Regions from separate parts of the Mus musculus genome. Here region 2 is linked to region 1. A link is a contact called in public ChIA-PET data. All regions are on one chromosome and are shown on one strand. Each heading gives the region's core, a stretch centred on a gene start, on an enhancer-like site or on the middle of the called end of the contact. The rest is flanking DNA. Distances are from core to core; before and after follow the strand shown. Region 1 holds the start of Igsf3 (immunoglobulin superfamily, member 3). Region 2 holds the start of Cd2 (CD2 antigen).

The links. ChIA-PET counts read pairs in DNA pulled down with a chosen protein or histone mark.
Region 2: a contact with region 1 is called in an RNA polymerase II ChIA-PET map of effector CD8 T cells, with 30 read pairs. The contact joins the promoter of Cd2 here to the promoter of Igsf3 in region 1. A contact is called at or near these places in 3 of 39 promoter capture datasets (cranial neural crest, embryonic stem cells and hippocampal neurons), 5 of 484 Hi-C or Micro-C datasets (CD4 T cells, DN3 thymocytes, Th1 cells and 1 more), 3 of 115 datasets of contacts at active chromatin or transcription factors (the SCID.adh cell line, effector CD8 T cells and forebrain) and 1 of 9 other capture datasets (adipose tissue).

What each region holds. Positions count from the first base shown.
Region 1 is chr3:101,375,856-101,378,591 of GRCm38.p6, reverse strand. Igsf3 (immunoglobulin superfamily, member 3) reads right to left here and starts at 1,467. Exons shown (of 11, transcript NM_207205.2): 1 at 1,390-1,467; 2 at 100-786. The coding sequence starts at 142.
Region 2 is chr3:101,286,305-101,289,293 of GRCm38.p6, reverse strand. It overlaps Cd2 (CD2 antigen), which reads left to right and starts at 1,355. Exons shown (of 5, transcript NM_013486.2): 1 at 1,355-1,469; 2 at 1,579-1,887. The coding sequence starts at 1,415.

The DNA of each region.
Region 1 (2,736 bases), core at 218-2,717:
CCTCCCAAAATGCTGTGTTGATGGGAGAGAACCACAAGGAATTAGCAATGAGATCGGGTTAAACTTTCACAGCTATAGAACTGATAAGCAGTCACTTACCCAGCACAGCCAGACAGCTCAACACTGGGAAAAAGCACTTCATGTCGGCGGCAGCGGCAGCAGGAAAAGGACACTGCACAGGGCACCGTGCTTTTCCCACCGCCTAATCTCTCATTACTGCCAATCCACTTATAGCTCCAGGGAACAGTTTGGAAACAGAACTTCACAGGGAAAATGAGAGCCAGTCAAAGACAGAGTAGTCAGAAGGAGGGAGTTGGGGGCAGGGGAGGGGAGTGGCGTGGCGTGTGCAATAGAGTCCTCTATGCCTAAGGCAGGGGCCAGAGCAATTCCGAAGGCGCTCAAGGTTTCTGCCACATTGTATATGCCTTGCAGACTCCACCGGAACTATGGATTCTGGTGGATTAATCCTCGAGGAAAACGGGAGGAAAGAGTCTGAGAAAATCCTTTCATGCGCTGATTATACAGAAATGTCCTTGGCTTCGCAGTGAAGGTGTCTGAGATCGCTCATTCGGATCCCCCAAAGGGAACCAGGCAGGTTTTGTCAAAACCCAAGACAGCCAAAACACCCGGATTGGTAAAGACACTTCGGATTTCTTCATCAAAAAGTCCATCTCCATCCATAGTGAGAGGTCACGGTACCGTCACCTGCCCCAGAACCTCCCAGGGCACACGAAGTAAGCTGGCATTTGATAGCTCGAGAGTGGTCCCACAAAAGCCCGCAGATTCCTAAAACAAACACAACAGACATTTATCTAAGGCCAACACAACCGCCGCAAAACCGAGAGAGGCCAAAGCACCCGACTGGCCAGCCGAGCCACCTGGGTCCCTTCCCTGGGCGAGGGCAGCCCATGTGTGCATCCTGACCTTGTACAAATCTTACCTTCCGTTCCCCACGCCTCAGTTTCCCCGCCCAGAGCAGGGCAATTATGATTGTTCTCAAAACACTTTCACCAAATGCCTCTCTCACTCGCGGGCTTTTCCCGTCACGGTTTACGGAGCGGGGCGCGGCAGGCAGCCCCACCCTCGGCAGCGCGGGTCGCCACGGGGCTGGCGCGGGGCCGCGACTCGGGGCGCCGACCGTGGGAGCCGGGGCGCGCCGCGTCCCAGGTGGCCCGCTATTGTTTTACCTCCCCGGCGGTTGAGTCTGAGACACTGGCAAAGAAAAGGGTCCGAAAAGGGGCTCGGGGCTCCGCTTGCGGCAAGCTGAGCCCGCCCGGCGCGATCCGGCTCCGACGGAGAAAGGGGCTTGGGCCCGGGGCGGGACGCCGATCGCCACGCCACAGTCCCCGCGCCCCCAACCCGGATCCGCGCCCGCCCGCCCGCGCTCACCTCGCCCGGGGCCCCGCAGCTCCCAGCAACCGAACGCTCGCCGGTCCTGTGTCCCGCACGCCTCCCAAGACGCACGGCTTCCTCCTCGCCTCCCGCAGCGGCTCAGGCCGTCCTGCTCCCGCCCCGCCCCAGGCCCCGCCCTCCAGCTCCGGCCTGGCCCGCAGCTCCCCGCGAGGCGAGCAAGGGCGAAGGCGGTGGCCTCACGGGGACACGCCCCCGGAACGCCCCGCCCACCGCCCCGGCGCTCTCTGGCTGCACCCGCACGCAGCTGCGGACCACCTGGGATGAGCTGATGGAAAGTTAACCTGGGGTTCGCGCCCCAAGGGCCCCTCCCAAAGCCCAGGCTCCCGGGGACGCGTCTTTCGCCCGGTAAACAATAGCAAAACGCTTCGCTGGAGACTTGAGTCTATTTCTATAACAAACCTCCACATTGTGCTTCACTCTAGCATAATCTGGACCCCAGAGACAGCCTAGGTTCATAGCCTTAGCTTCTGTGTTGCTTAACCTCTCTGTGCCTCAGTCTGCTCATCTGTCACAAAGAGTAAATAAGCTCTGCTTAATAGGGTTGTGTGAGGTGTCCACGTCATTCTTGTAAAGCACTTAGCGGAATGCCTCATATGTCAAAAGCACTCAGTTACAAATGAACTGTCATTAGTTTCTTAACAGTGCTATCCATGCAAGTGGCACCATACTTACTCAATATTATCAAACACAAGGAGCTAAAAACGACTCGTTACAGGAGCAGGTTGGATCGTACTGCCCTTGCAGACTTGTGATCTACTTGGGAACACTAACAGTAGGCCATACATAAATGGTGTGGAATGAACCCATTCCAACACTGTGTTCCTGGGGTGAAGTGCTGGGCTGGGTAAGGCCCAGGAAGCCTTGTCCTAGAGAAAACGGAGTATAAAACCACGGAACAAGGGAGGAGGGGTACAGAGGACAATGATAGGCCCTGGAAACATAACTTTATATGCCCAGAGAAGAAAGATTCAGTACCTATGAGAAAAAGCCCTGTGGGACCCTAACTAGACTGGAGGAAAGACTGACAGGAAGAGTTATAACAAAAAATCGGAAGGGGGGGGGAGGGCTGGGCTTTAAGCTTACGCCCAGGAGAAAGCCCCTGAATGGTTTGAGTAAGGACCTGTAGCAATCAGAGCTCCATTTTAGAAAAAGCACTTGACCTAGGATTGGAGGGTGGGTGGGAGAGTTTTCCCGGAATATTAAAGATGTTGTGGTGGATCATGGCTGAAAAATCCAGGAAATAGAAGTAACCACACAGGCAGCTATGGGAACAGAGAGGCCCTGGCAATCAGGGGGTGGGCTCCATGGAATGTCTAGGTGGGT
Region 2 (2,989 bases), core at 106-2,605, 89 kb after region 1:
ACACCCCAAAGGGAAGACAAGAAATGATGCTGACATCTTAGATAGTAACAGTTTGCACACATTGCAAATATCTTGGCTTGACTTCTCACACATTTAATAGCTCTTTGTACATGCATAGATTCTAGATTTTTATGTGGCCTCTAACGTCCATCTTTACTATTTCTGAATTGTGCAATACATATAGGAAGATTTTCCATACTCAAGAATAGGAATTCTTTTATGTTTCCTGTTAAGTCTTATTTCACTTGGATTTTTCCCCCCTTGGAATTAATATTTTAACTCAACTGAAATGCACTGTTGTGGCTGTTGTTAAGCATCTGAAATGGAAAAACCGTGATTTTGAAGACCTTTTCTCACTGAATTCTAAAGAATCAAAAGACTATATGTTCACTGTATCTCTTGCTCACGTGACCTCTCTGTTGTCTTTTTAGGGACATTAGTCCTTGTATCCCTGTTCACTATTTTTTTATAGTCTTAGGACAAGAGAGATATCTTGGTACTTAAGAGCTCAGGCTGCTCTTCCGGAAGACCCAGGTTTTATTCCCAGCACCCACGAGGCAGCTCACAACCATCTGTAACTTAAATTCCAGGAGATCGATGGACTCCTCTGGCCTCTTCAGGCATGGCGTTCATGGGTGTTGCAGTCACTTTTCAATGGCTGTGACAAACCATCATGACCAAGGCAACTTAGAGAAGGAAGAATCTACTGTGCTCTTACAGGTCCATGGCCAGCATGGCCGGGAGTATGGCAGCAGGCATGAAGCATAGCGCTGGAGCAGTAGCTGGGGGGGTTTTACATTCCTATCCACAGCAGGAGACAGACAGATAGACAGAGTGGGGAAGGGGAGAGGGAAGAGAGAGAGAGAGAGAGAGAGAGAGCTAACAGGACCACAAGGGCTTTAAAGATTTCTAAGCCTACCCTCAGTGACGCACCTCCAACAAGGCCACGCCTCCCAATCCTTCCCAAATATACATATCTGAATTCTATTCCTATGACCTTTTGCCGGTGAGTCTACTTGGTCCTGTTGAAGGCAGCACAGCTGAGTGGCCAGCTATGTTTAAGCCCTTGTTTACAAAAGGGTAGCTATGGCAACTGACCTCCCAGTTCCTCTTCTTCCTCTGGTGGGGTGCTAAAACCCAACACCCTAAGCTGTTTTTGTAAAGATTAAAATGTGACACAGACACCTATTTCGGTTAAGGAGGGCAGCAAATGCATGAGTCGTTTTGATAGGGTCTCTGTCTCTCTCTCTCTCCTTCCCCATCTCTACCTCTCCCTCTCCCCCTCCCCCTCCCCTACTGTGAACAGCAGGCATGAAAGACACGTGGTTCAGGTTGCTGGGTGTGGCTTCTGCCAGCCTCACCACAGTCCTGACAGAAAGAACTCAGAGTCACCCCTGGGAAAAGAACTCTAAAGATGAAATGTAAATTCCTGGGTAGCTTCTTTCTGCTCTTCAGCCTTTCCGGCAAAGGTAAGCATTCGCGTGGAGCTCTTCCGGAGACCTTGGAGTGGACATTAGAGGCGAAGAGGGAGATCCTCCGTAGTCCCGAGACCTCAGAAACCATCTTACTTTTTTACAGGGGCGGACTGCAGAGACAATGAGACCATCTGGGGTGTCTTGGGTCATGGCATCACCCTGAACATCCCCAACTTTCAAATGACTGATGATATTGATGAGGTGCGATGGGTAAGGAGGGGCACCCTGGTCGCAGAGTTTAAAAGGAAGAAGCCACCTTTTTTGATATCAGAAACGTATGAGGTCTTAGCAAACGGATCCCTGAAGATAAAGAAGCCGATGATGAGAAACGACAGTGGCACCTATAATGTAATGGTGTATGGCACAAATGGGATGACTAGGCTGGAGAAGGACCTGGACGTGAGGATTCTGGGTAAGTCTCCATTCCCTAAAGGTTTTCATTTTAGGACGGCTGCTATGTAGAAAGTTGGGGAGCAGCCTTTCTGTAGCATCCCCATCCAATGTTACCTGTGTGGCCCACAATGAAGACTCCAGTGGGTGAGGGTGGCTCTAAAGCCTGTCTGCCTTTCATTCTCTCTTTGGGTGGCTGTGGGGTTGTACAAAGACTCCCAGGTGACAGACAGGCATTAATCAGAAAGAAGACAGGTTAGCAGAGAAAAGACATGGACATCCTTGGTGGCCGATGAAGCTGTAGCTAGACAGGATGTCAGAGGGTGCCTAGGAGCAGTGAGCCTCTTGTCTGGAGAGCTATGTTTAAGCCAGGGTATGATGAGAGGGCATGATACTGAAGAGCAACAGGAGAAGACCAACCAGGAGTCCTCTCCTGTCATCCAAGCGAAGCCAAGCAGGTGGTCTTAGTCTTGGTGAGAACCAGCAAGTGAGCTGTAAGAAGTGACTCATGCCCAGGCTCCTGGCAGCATGGAGTATGTGTGCCAGTGGGATCTATAGCGTTCCAAGAGCTTCTAGTGAGAAGAGTTGTCATTGATAGTCATTGGCCTGGAGTAAAGGGTGCCAGGGAGATGAGGAAGGGTGCAAACATGCCGGGTGTGGGGGTGAGGAGGAAGTGAAGAAGCTTGGGTGGGTGAGAAAGAAGAAAACGAAGCCTGGGATGCTGTCGAAGCTGAAAGTCCAGGGACAAACTGGCAGCTCACACCAATGGGTGAGAGGAGAAAGCCTGCCCTTGGCTTGCGGAGAAAGCTGAGAATGCCTTGTGCAGAATAGATCAGCCATTCAGGGAGCACACAAACATTCTGAGCTTCACACAGGAAATGTCACTATAGAAAGGGCTCCCCTCATCCCCCCGTGGGTGTCCTTCCTGTCCAATACTCAGCACCTGGGCCTAACACCAACCTCTCTCCAGGGCCCCCTGTTAGCTCCTCTGTGCACAACTCTTCCCAGACCCAAATCCTGTAACTTTATCTAGAGAGAATGTCCCAGAAACGGGGTGGGAATGAGAACGACCACTCATCGTATCGAACCCTGTATAGCCTATTCATGTACTCTGTCACTGCGGT